Linked DNA regions of Mus musculus: all the other regions are linked to region 2. The links are chromatin contacts, called in public HiCAR-type and HiChIP or PLAC-seq maps. All regions are on one chromosome and are shown on one strand. The core of a region is the stretch at or near the end of the contact, and the rest is flanking DNA. Distances in the headings are between cores, read along the strand shown. Region 1 has its middle 9.1 kb from the start of Crb2. Region 2 overlaps Nek6 (NIMA (never in mitosis gene a)-related expressed kinase 6). Region 3 overlaps Crb2 (crumbs family member 2).

Evidence for each region. HiCAR-type assays count read pairs that join an accessible place to other places. HiChIP or PLAC-seq counts read pairs in DNA pulled down with a chosen protein or histone mark.
Region 1: a contact with region 2 is called in a HiCAR-type map of embryonic stem cells, with 3 times the contacts expected there. The contact joins two enhancer-like sites. A contact is called at or near these places in 1 of 115 datasets of contacts at active chromatin or transcription factors (embryonic stem cells) and 1 of 9 other capture datasets (embryonic stem cells).
Region 3: an HNF4G HiChIP or PLAC-seq map of pancreatic cancer cells shows a contact between it and region 2. The contact joins two enhancer-like sites. A contact is called at or near these places in 2 of 39 promoter capture datasets (hippocampal neurons and liver), 2 of 115 datasets of contacts at active chromatin or transcription factors (extraembryonic endoderm stem cells and pancreatic cancer cells) and 2 of 9 other capture datasets (adipose tissue and embryonic stem cells).

What each region holds. Positions count from the first base shown.
Region 1 is chr2:37,765,108-37,769,198 of GRCm38.p6, forward strand. No RefSeq gene overlaps it. Among named protein-coding and RNA genes, the nearest start is that of Crb2, 9.1 kb to the right of the region's middle. Within about 2 kb of position 2,039, at least 87 of the 459 cell types and tissues checked have an H3K27ac peak or open chromatin away from gene starts, as enhancers often do. A contact at or near this core is called in embryonic stem cells, where this site is marked.
Region 2 is chr2:38,544,083-38,547,946 of GRCm38.p6, forward strand. The region is part of intron 1 of Nek6 (NIMA (never in mitosis gene a)-related expressed kinase 6); the gene reads left to right. Among named protein-coding and RNA genes, the nearest start is that of Gm35808, 13 kb to the left of the region's middle. Within about 2 kb of position 2,274, at least 160 of the 459 cell types and tissues checked have an H3K27ac peak or open chromatin away from gene starts, as enhancers often do. A contact at or near this core is called in embryonic stem cells and pancreatic cancer cells, where this site is marked.
Region 3 is chr2:37,783,152-37,787,031 of GRCm38.p6, forward strand. It overlaps Crb2 (crumbs family member 2), which reads left to right. Exons shown (of 13, transcript NM_001163566.1): 2 at 49-372; 3 at 3,288-3,483; 4 at 3,567-3,706. Among named protein-coding and RNA genes, the nearest start is that of Crb2, 8.8 kb to the left of the region's middle. Within about 2 kb of position 1,495, at least 32 of the 459 cell types and tissues checked have an H3K27ac peak or open chromatin away from gene starts, as enhancers often do. A contact at or near this core is called in pancreatic cancer cells, where this site is marked.

The DNA.
Region 1 (4,091 bases), core at 789-3,288, 780 kb before region 2:
GATGTCACACTTTCAAAGCCCTCGGTACATTGCAGGTCTAGCGCTGGTGGATCTGTTCCTGCTCCTTCCCGAGAGCCCCTACACCTGTCAGAGAGGCCGGGCCCCAGGCAGCAGGCAGCCAGCTCGAAGAGTGAGCTTCCGCACCGCGGAGTATTTATAGCTGTGTGCTGTGAGCCGTTGTTGTTTTTCGGTTGCATATATATTTTTACATTCTCCACCGTCGCACATGGTTCCTCGCAGTGGCTGAGAAGCAGCGGGGGTGGAGGGTGGGGCGAATCGATGCCGAGCTCCCCAGCTTCGCAAGTGTAGGAGGTGGCGACAGATGGCCCAGGACATTACCCAGGGACCTGAGAGCTCAGCCTGGGTCACTTCTCTCCCATCTCAGACATGGCTTCCCAAAGCCCTGCCTAGAGTTCAGTCTCCTTTAATGTGATTTCAGGCCCACCACTGCGGTTGGTTCTCTTTGTTCCCCACAGGGAAGCCACTTTCTTTTGTGAACGGTCAGCCTTCAGAGGGAAAGCCAGTTGGACTTAGTTCTATGAGTCTGTGCTGTTTGACCCTGGGTAGGTCCCTTGTTTTCTCTGAACCATGAGATTCCCTAATTCCAACCACGCAACTAAGGGAGAGATTTCATGTAACTTCACCCAGCTGCCTGGAGTTACCTTCCAATCCCCTCTCTTTCTCCACCCAGAGAAGTCAGTCAGGGACCATCTTTCCTGAGAGACTCCAAGGTCAGCTCTCAGTCACTGGTCACCGACCCTCTCCTGGAAGGTCCTGGTGGAGCTTTTGGTCGGTATGAGGACAGTTGTTCCTTCAATACCAAGCTTTGTGTGTCTGACTCGTCCCCATCTGTTCCTGAGTGGCATGGGCATTGTCCCCCACATCTACACCAATGAAACCAGTGCAGGAGGGGACTCAGCTTCTCTCAGATATCAGAGCCATGACTTCAGAATGAGTCCTTTGGTGTCAACCCTGTGCACACCAACCCTCCGCAGTTTCAGGCCCAGTGTCTCCTGACCAATGCTCCACCCTTCCTGTTCATACAGCCCTGCGTTCCCAGACTCTAACTTCCTCCGGGGCCAGCCCCTGGTATCTGAGCCCAGGGTCCCGTTCCCCTTCCTGCCTGGACTCAGGCCCTCAAAGCTGGCTGTACGGTACAACCCTGATCCTGACTGACTGCAGTGGGTGTGGCTGGCCAGCTAGGGCACTGTTTCTAGGCAACAGCCTGGCAAAGAAGCTGGAAATCTCCTTGAGGGGAAAGACAAGGGGGCTTTTCCTTGGGAGCTAGAGATAGAGGGACGGAAGGAGGGAGGGAGGGAGGGAGGGAGGGAGGAAGGAAGGGAGGGGGAAGGGCAACCTCATCTGATCTCACACCCCACTCTCCATGCCCTCACCCCTCACCCACTCTTCCACCCATTGGTTCCCGGCCTGAGGTACAGGTGTGCCTCTCGCCCGAGACATCTCAGGTTCCCCAACCTGGCACGGATGCTCAGCACCTGGGCTTTTCTCTCCTGGTGCTGATTTGTTTGCAGTGCTTCCTTCTTCTGTGGGGACAGAGCCCATGAGCTCTTGGGACAAGCAAAACTTCAAGGAGCCACCTCAGATCCTGCCTCTATCCATGTCTGATCACTTCACAGACCCGACAAGGGAGTGACCCAGGGTGGGCTGAGGAACCAAGCACCACGAGTTTATGTTCTGATCCTTCACTTAATGCTGCCTCCCCTGGCAATGGAATTAGTGTCTGGCCTCGCTTTTACAGCCTGTATAATGGGATCAAGCGAAAGTGACTTTCTTGGATGAGACCCTGTGTCTAGCCAACCCTCCTTCTAGGCACATGGTTGGCTAGTGACACAGGAATTCATTGTTGTGACCAGTGTAGGGTGGGAACTGATCCCCCCTCAGCCCCCCCCCCAAAGCCATGAAATCCCCATGCACCCACCCTGCGTCTCCCCCTTTTTCTCTTCCACTCTTCCTTCCTGGTCTGCCTGCTGTTCCCTCCTCCAGCCGTCTGCTCCTGCTGTCGCTCCTCCGGAAATAACTGCATTCCTTATTTCTCCTGGAAGCTTCAGGCACCGGCTGGCTGGCTCCCAAAGAGGACTCTCCAGGGGCAGACTTTCAAAGATCCCCTCCTACTTAACCCCTGCTCCAGCCACACACCCGTGGACCCCAACTCCTTGCAAAGGTCACATGAGCTGCATGCAGCTGCAGCAAGCCAGCTGGCTCCCTAGATGACTCTTACCAATTTTTTTTTTTAAGAAGCCGCTGTATCTGGAGGCCAAGCCCATGGGCTGTCTCTGCTGTGTTTCTGCTCACAGTGCCTTGGGGCCCGGAGAGCACCCCCAGGGGAGACAGTCTTTGTTATGCTGAAGACATCCGGCAGCCTCTCCAGGCACTTAGCATACACTGCATTCAGTTTTGTGGGCATGTTTGTTTAACGATTGGCTCCCTTGGTTGTCCCAACACAACTCTGCCTCTGCAATCGCAAGCCCATGGTGGGCAGGTAGTTGGGTGGAAAAGTGGTCATGCAGATTAATGGGTGGATGGATGGAGTATCAGGGGGGAGATGGTCTTCGTTCTTCCACTGATATGGACAGATGTTGGAGGCAAATAGCTAGAGTTCTGGAAAAAAGTAGGATCCTCTTTCTAGGCCTCGGTTTCAGTGCTTACAGTAAGTAGCCATGCTTGGCGACAGCCAAGTGATCTTGCCCAGGCATTCCTGGGAGAAATGGTGACTTGCCTGAGGCTGAGGCTGGCCACTTCTACAGACTAGATGGTTTGGTTACCATGACCTGCCACTCTTCCTCTTTACCTCCCCTGTTGCCCAGGACCTGCTCCGGAGCATGGCCTGTGGAGACCCACCACAGCCTGGGCCTTAGGGCCATGGGTGGGTGGGTGGAGCCCAGGAAGAGAGCTGATTGGCTAGTGCTGAAGCAGAAAGGTGAATTATCTGTCCCTGGTCATTTCCTCACCTGAGGATGTTGGGACAGAGCCCCAGGGGCTCTCCTGAGGGACTGCAGGGTCTCACACCAGTACTTAGCACACAATGTGGCAGCTATGAAGCTTCTCCTAACCCTCCTCCGCTCTGATTTGCGTGGTTCTCCCAGCTAAGCAACCCACTGAGGTATTTCTGGAAAAGTCATCTGAGTGCCTTGAGGTCCTGAGACTAACTTCCTGACTGGCTGTTGGTTTGTCTGCTGCAGCTCTGACTCAGCCAGACTCTGCATCCTCTTTCCCCAGGTTACCACCTCTGCATCCCCTGGCACCAGTGGCCTCAGCATCCCACGGGAGGTCTGGGCTCTATCTGAACAGGATCGAGGCTCAGTCCACCTGGGAGGAGAATTGGGCTCCACTTTGAACCAGGATTAGTGATCAGGATTAGGGTCTATTTTGAGTCAAGAGGAGGCATGTTTTCAATGTAGGTCTTGTGGCCTGTGCCCTCAGAAGAGGGCCTGAAAGGAAGGGGCAAAGAAGGCAGAAAATATTGGTCTACCTTACAAGGGTCCTGGGAGCTGTGCCTTGCAAGTGAGGGAGGCTGGCCGTTCTTGCTCAGTATTGGTTATGCACTGGCCACCAGCTGTCCCTAGCAAAGTCCCAACCTCACTGGGCCTTGCTGGTCAGCATTTCCAGCAGCTCTTTCCTAGACATGGGTTCTGTGCCACTGTGTTCGTTCCATCCCTCTTAGGGTTCTGCCTCACACCTGGGACACTGGGCATCCTGATAGGACAGAACTCCAGTCCCTAGTGTCTAACAAGGGTTTTGGCCAGACATCATAAGCCCAAAAAGAAAAGCCCAGAGTAGGCTGGCCATTCAACCTTCCTAAGAAGCCCCAAGAGGGCAGGCTACATGCCTGGCTTCACACAGCTGCAGGCTGACCCAGATGGAAGCCCAACTGGCTGAGTCCCGAGTCCTGTGCACTCTTAACTGCGGGCAGTGAGCTTATTAGAAAGCACAGGCCTGAGGGGAGGAACAACCCCCACCCCCTAGTTCCCAGAGCAGGAACAGGGTACAGGCACAGGGCCCTGGCACCCACCAACTCCAGCCTCTCTGGCCAGCCCACCAGGCATGCTGCCCAGGAGAGGGAGTGGTATGTT
Region 2 (3,864 bases), core at 1,024-3,523:
AAATACCTTCAGGGTGAGGAAGCTGCTCAGCGGGTAAGAACACATATTGTGTGAGTTCAGATCCCAACACCCAGACACCAAGCTCTGCGTGTATAGTTAGGCCTATAACCACAGCCCAAGTTGGGGCTTTGGGGAGAAGGAGGCAGGAGGATGGCTCCGACTTGCTGGCTACCATCCTTGTCTCAGGGAACGAATCAGAGTAGAAGACACTGGAAGGAAGGCCTCCTCTGGTCTCTGGATATGTGTACACAATCTGCATACCAGAAGACACACAAAAATCAGTGGTAGGGCCAAGGATGTTGGGGACTACAGGATCTGGGAAGGGTTATGTCTAGGAGGGGACCTGAGGGAGGGAGACTTAGGGAGACAAAATCTACAAGACCACTCAGGCCTGTGAGGGAAGGTGAAGCTTGGGTGGAGCCTAGTTCTGGCTGAGATGGGGACAAAGAAAGGGCAGGCCTTAAGCTAGTTTGAGCAGTGTCTGTGAGGGTGTGGCTGGGTCTAGAGTACCTCAGAAGAATCCTAGGCTTGCAGGAGGAACATAAAGGTAGTACATTGGGCAGGGATGCAAGGAGGGAATAGGTAAGGGAAAGGGAGGGGAGAGGAGAAGAAAGTGGGAAACCCTGTGCTCTAGGAAACTGGCTCCATGTCTCTCAAGCCCACCTTAGGGTGGCCCTCACTGCGTGAGAAAGAGGCCCGTGTCGGACCTCATTGTGACATGCTTTCAGAGAAGCCAGGTGTCCACTGACCATGGAGCTACAGAGTCTGAGTATGTGTGGTCTGGAGGGAAGAGATTCTGAAGGGTTAGAGGGACACAGGACCAGTCTGGAAACCAGACTCCATCTGTGTCTTTTCTAGCCTAACCAGCTCTCAGAATTCTGGCCTGAGCTCTGACTGTTTCCTGTCAAGTGAAAACCCAATAACATCTGCTTAACCGGAGAAGGGAAGGGGCACCAGCTGGGAGAATGCACTTTGCCATAGCTACATCCTGGGGTTGGACTCGTTCAGTCAATCCTTGCGTGCATTTGTGTGCTCTTCCAAGGCTGTGCGGATGGACGTAGGAAGACTTGGTTTCAAGTGTCAGTTGATTCTGTTGCCGTCAGTGTAACTTTGGACTGTCACTCAACCAACCTGACTTTCATTTCCTCCTCTGCATGTGGATTTTAGCAGTCACATGGAGTATACCTAGTACCAACCAAGCTACTATCAAGTTCCCCAATAACTGGTCCATATGTCATGCACTCCAGTTTGCCTCTCACCAGCTGGCCTTCTTCCTTGCTTTGAGAAGCTGGTCAGGTGGTACCCTGGTCACTTTGTAGGGTTACTTTGACAAGTCATGGTCTTTTTTGGAGCCTCAGTTTCTCATCTGCACAGTGGGGCAATGGCACCTCATCTTAGGAGAGGGTAAAGACCTGTGGATGTTGGCTAATGATGACGCTGTATAAGCTTGACCCCATAAGTGGCCAGGAGCTGGGACCTGCTATGTCTCCTTGCTTGGCCTTGGGCCTCCAACTCTAGGCTGCCCTTTGGGTAGTGGGCACCCAAACTAGGTTTCTGTCATTAGGATCTAGGTAGACACATCTGCTCTGGGCACAGTCATCTCTCACAGAGACAGTGTCTAGGACCCACCAGCCTTGTGAGGGTCAATAAAGGTAGATAAAGGTAGAACTTACCCCAAGATTAAGTCCCCAGAAGTTGGGAGGCAAGTCTCAGGTGGCAGTCCTGGGAAAAAGGCCAATTGGAACTTCAAATCCAACCTAGTTCAGCCTCCAGCCTCCTCTGTTTCCCTAGGTTCCTGCCATGTGAGAGAGAGCTTAGTTCAAGGCCAGGCAGAGTGGGCACAGTTCACATGAAGGAAGACATATGCAGTATGACTTTGGGCAAGTGTGTGTCCCTGACTGAACCTCAGCCCCCATGGATACCATTAGTGCAGGCACTTACCCTCCATTACTCTGTGAGCATTGCATAAATAATGCTCACAGTGGCCAGAACTTCTGACACTTTCCACTGAATGTATGACCCACCAAGATACTCTCAGAGGTCCATCTGCTTGTTCACCCGGCTGCCATGTTAGGAAACAGGCTCTCGTTGTAGGAAAATGGGGTAACATTTTAGCTCAGCAATCAAGCTCTCTAGCATGTCCCTCTTGAACCCTACATTGTTCCAGGGTCATCTCTGGCTGCCTGGTGCACACGTCACAGCTCTTTGTTGCTCTCTACACCAAAGCCAGGAGCCTAGGTGAGAGGTCACATGGTGTGTGCACACGGCACAGCACCTCAGAGCACAAGCATTTGCTCGGATTCAGAGGAAAAGCAGTCTGAGATGGTTCGGCGAGGCCTGTGGCTCTGGGTCACATTCCACAGATTTTTGACCCCTGGCTTGGGCTTGGCAGCCACTGACTCATTGTTGTGCAGCTTGGCAGGGGCTGGAGGATCCCGGAATCCCCAGGGTGACTGGGCCAGGAGACTCCCCATATTACTCAAAGCCTGTACCTCTGCTCTGTCCCTGCACTCCATGTCTCCCTCCAGATGCCCTTACCTGCATCTGACTCTGGAGGAAGCCGGGTTTTTGTAGAAATGTGCAGTGTGCGGAGGTTGGGTATTACAGAATGCAGCTCTCCTTAAGTCCTGCTCTGCCGTGACTCCCTGGGGACCAAAAGCCCTGAAAGGAGGGACACTGAAGTCTGGACCCAAATTCTCATCTGTGGCTTACTGGGCATATGGCTTTGAGCCTCAGTTCCCCTACCTATTATGAGTTTCCCCAAAGCCTTGAAGACGCGGACCCATTAAGAAGGGCCCTCCCCCATTCTCTGCTGGACTCCTTCCATCTGCAACATTCCCCTTGGTGCTTGTCAGGCTGGGCTGTCTTCTTCTCCACCCTGGGGAGCTCTGCATGGCAGGTGTTACTGGGTTCTGCGTGGGTCTGCGTGTCACTGATTGGATGCCCGGGATGGGGGTGGAGGGGGGGGATTGCTAGAAGAGATAAATGTGGACAGCAGCTGGGTGTGATCTGGAACACAGTGCCTCTGCAGGTTCTGCCCAGTGGCCTGTGTTGGACCAAAGACCCCTTGTGACCACTGGCCCTAAGGGTGCTCCACAGCCCCCAGACTTGCGCACTGGCCCTACATCATGGCTCTTGCGTGGAGACAGGGCTCAGTCTACAGAGTGCCACTGAAAAAGATGACAGTGTGATAGCCTCAGGAAAGGATGCCACCTTAGGTCTAAATCTTGGCCTCACTGCTTGTCCATGCGAGCCTTTCAACCTCCTCGTGCCTCATTTGCTCAGTGGCCCAATTGCAGCCTCTAGCTCATGAGGTCACGTTAAAGTATACAGGATGAAGGGCGTATTAAGGGCCCATGCAACAATTGTCATTGTTATCTGTTACTTCAGAGGTGGCTTGGGCCCCCTGTCATAGTCCTGGCACCCCAAGTAAGGTCCATATAGCTGTTTGGAGGTCTGATCCAGGAGGGGCATGGCCTTCCTAAAGAGCTGCCAGGCAGCTCAGTGAGATTTGCCCAAGGTCCCAGTTAGTTTGTGAAAGAGTGCAGATTCACACGCAGTCCACCCCACCCCACCCCACCCCACCCCCAGTCCTCAGCCCCAAACACCTGAGGGCTGGAGGCAGAATGAGAGAAGGGGAATTCAGAGACAGAGTCCAGTCAGTCAGGTAGGCAGAACAGATAACATGAATGCCCAGGACAGGGCAGCCTGTAGGCCCATTCTGGAGCCTTCTAAGATGAAGATGGAACCTTCTCCTGAAGACAGTTCTCCATCTTTTTCCCAGAGGTCCCCCTAAGGGCAGAGGACGGTGAACATGTCACCCTGAGGGATGTGGAGGGTGTTGGCCGCATCAGCTGCTAAGCC
Region 3 (3,880 bases), core at 245-2,744, 760 kb before region 2:
TATCCTGCAGACCCTGCCCATATTGCCAAGTTGCTTTCTGTTTTACAGGGCTGGTTCCTCCAGAGACTCCAAGTGTCTGTGCCTCAGACCCATGTGCTCCAGGGACCAAGTGCCAGGCTACAGAAAGTGGTGGCTATACCTGTGAGCCCTCAGAGCTTGGAGGCTGTGCTACTCAGCCATGCCACCACGGGGCACTGTGTGTGCCCCAGGGCCCAGATCCTAACAGCTTCCGTTGCTACTGTGTGCCTGGATTCCAGGGACCCCACTGTGAACTGGACATCGATGAGTGTGCGTCCCGGCCTTGCCAGCATGGGGGCACCTGCCAAAATCTGGCAGATCACTACGAGTGCCACTGTCCCCTGGGATATGCAGGTACTGGTCACCTTGGAGGACTGGACCACGGATGGGCAAGGGGCCCATCGGTCAAGTCCCGGAATGCTCCAGCTGGCTGGCAGCTTTGTTAACCACTCTTGGGTTGGCTGCACAGCTGACATTTCTTGGGTTAATCTGGCAGGTGGGATCAGTACTTGTATGTTTGTGTGTTAATGTGGGGCCCCGCACATAGCAATTACTTGACAAATATTGCTTTTTGTCCCTGCCACAGAACTGAGTGTGGTCCCCACTGGAGATGGGGAATGAGCCTCATGCATCCCTTGCAGGGCACACCTGCCTGGTTTGGCTTTCTGGAGGATGCCCAGAGGGTTATCTCTAGCATTCCTTCAGTCTAGACATGTGTCAAGCTGCCGTGTATTCCCTGTATGGCTCACCTGATGGGCCCTGGCAAGGCTCAGGATGTAATTTGGACCTCAGTCCTCTGGGCATCCTGAATTCTAGCCCACTGGGATTCTTTCCTGTTTGTGATGGGGAATGAGTCCCTCGCCATCCTTGTTCCCAAGAGAGGAATGATGTAGACACACATGCTCAGAAGCACGACCGGCATGGACACACATGTCTCTCTCTTCCAGGGGACACCTCACCCCGGTCACTTCCTACTCCTACATCTGCTTTCTAGAGCTGCCTCATGTCAGGAGGGAGGGGACAGCTGGGGACAGATCTTCAAAGGATGTTTAATTTAGTGCAGTCTGGAATCTGCAGTATAGACACTGGGATCTCCACCAACCCTGAATTCAGGCATTGCTCTCAAACCGTGAGGCAGTTTCAAGTTCCCTCTGAGCAAATGATACAGACTGGGGGGCAAGTTCAGGAAGGACATGGAGGGATGAGATGGCACCGTGGGATGAGAGTTGGTTAAGACACCGGTCTCTGCATCTTTGCCCTCTTGGTATCTGAATATCTGTGCAGGTGAGACTTCTTGTCCCAGCCATTTGCATATATATGGTTGCTCTAAGGGTGCTCTGAGTCCTTGCTTGTGTCATAATCGGTGTATGCTTCTGTGGGAATTGTCTGTGTGTCTGTCAGCAGGCAAGTGAGCACTGTCTATGCAGCAGTCCTCCGAATGTGATGTGAGCAGGCAGCTTTGCGTGACTCATTTCCCTCCTGCTCCCAGCAGGGTGGGGGAGTTGGGATTCCAGGCCGCCTGGGCCTGGCTCTCCCTGGCACAGAGGATAGGAGTGGGGCAGGAGGGTCATGGGAAGGAGGAGTCCTGGGGCTGGCTGGACAGGGAAGTAGGGAGGGCTCCAGCTGGGGTCAGCTGGCTCCTGAGCCCCCATGACAAAACCTACTTAGGTGGCAGGGGAAAGGCTGTGGACGCCTACACTGACAGGACCTGCCTCATAAATCCCCACACCTGGAGATTCTCCATCTCCCTCTGTCTCTACCCCTATCCAGGGGAGGGCCAACATGTACTCTGGGTTTCCCCAGAGGCATGGGAATTCCTAGGTAGAACCAGAAACTTCCAGTTTTAAAAAAATTATTATTATTATTATTATTATTATTATTATTATTATATGTAAGTACACTGTAGCTGTCTTCAGACACTCCAGAAGAGGGCATCAGATTTTGTTACGGATGGTTGTGAGCCACCATGTGGCTGCTGGGATTTGAACTCAGGACCTTTGGAAGAGCAGTCGGTGCTTTTATCCGCTGAGCCATCTCTCCAGCCCCCTGAACTTCCAGTTTTAAAGTCAAGACAGCATAGGGATTGGTGACCCTACTCCAGTGTGTCCTGTCCAGAGTGGCCCTCTTCTGTGGGGTTCCTTCCTCACATCCTTCTCCAAGCTACCAGTGATCTTCTGAACCGCACTGCTGAGCTCCTAGGTTGGTTGCCCTTTTCATTGCTGTGGTTAAATACTTAACAAGAAGTAAGTAAAGCAAGGACGGGTATACTTGTGGGGATGTTGTCCGTCATAAGGAAGAGTCACCTGGTCACATTGTGTCCTCTGAGGCTGGCGCTCTGACTGCTGTCTTCCTTTTGTTTGTTTGTTTTTCCCCCTGCTTGTATTCAATCCAGGACCTCAGTCCTGGGGATGGTGCTCCCCAGACTCAGGGTGGATCCTCTTTCTTCAGTCGAACCCCCCTGTAAACTCCCTTACAGATATAGCCAGAGGTCTCTCCTCTGGAGGGTTCCAAATCTGGTCAAGGTGGCTGACCATAAAGATCCACTATTATTATCCCTACCAACAGCTTAATTTTAAAAAAATATTTAATTATGTCATGTGTATGCGGGTACTAGAAGAGGCACCCGGGTGAGAGGATTCTAGAAATGCTATCTGAACATCTTCACGAAAGCTAAACCAAGCAGGTCTGCTCTTAGGGTAGGTGTGAACTGCTTAAAGCGGGTGCTGGGAACGGAGCTCTGGTCCTCTGGAAGAGCAGGAAGCTCTCTTTAGAGATGAGCCCTCTCCAGGCCCCAAACCTGACCTTTCTTGATGGGCAGAAGTCTGATTGGGCTCTAGTACCTGATGCCCTCACGCCTTTCTCCGCCACTCTCCCCAGGTTCTGTCTTTTCTCCATCTTTCCCCCAGGGCATTATGCCTCTGCCTCAAGAGGGATGCCACCAACTGTCATCACTGGCCTTATTCAGCTTTCAAAAAGCTGTTCCTGAAGAAGCCTGTTCCCAGCACCCTAGAACAGACCTTGGCTCCTGCCCTAACAGGATCTAGCTGTCTCTCTTATTGAGGTCAACATTATTAAACAGTAGCCTTTTCCGGACCCACCCCGCGGTGGGACTGTCAGGGCAAGGAGGGTCTTCTTGTTTCTTTCTGGTCTATGGACAGCATTTCCTCTGAAAGAGCGGAACATATGGGTAACTGGAGCAGACTGGGGCTGCTGGTTGGGCCCCTTTTGCCCCTCTAGATGTGGTCTCCATGTCTCTTGTCCCTGTCCAGGCGTGACCTGTGAGGCCGAGGTGGACGAGTGCTCGTCAGCGCCCTGCCTGCACGGAGGCTCGTGCCTGGACGGTGTGGGTTCCTACCGCTGCGTGTGCGCGCCGGGATACGCCGGTGCGAACTGTCAGCTGGACGTGGACGAGTGCCAGAGCCAGCCGTGCGCGCACGGTGGCGTGTGTCACGACCTGGTCAACGGGTGAGCCCTTGGCGGGGTGCCCTGGCGGCGGGGAGGTGGGCTGCGGGATGTGCACGCGCTCAGCTCCCGCCCGCCCACGCCAGTTTCCGGTGCGACTGCGCGGACACGGGTTACGAAGGCGCGCGCTGCGAGCAGGAGGTGCTGGAGTGCGCCTCTGCGCCCTGCGCGCACAACGCGTCCTGCCTCGACGGCTTCCGGAGCTTCCGCTGCCTCTGCTGGCCAGGTGTGTGCGCGCCTGCCGTGTTCCCCCAACCCCGAACACTCTGTGTGTGTGTGTGTGTGTGTGTGTGTGTGTGTGTGTGTGTGTGTGTGTGTGTGCCAGGTGTGAAGCCGTGTGCATGTGTGAGTGCAGCCTGGGCCCTCTGACACCTGCAGTTTCCTGATCTGCAAACAGGGT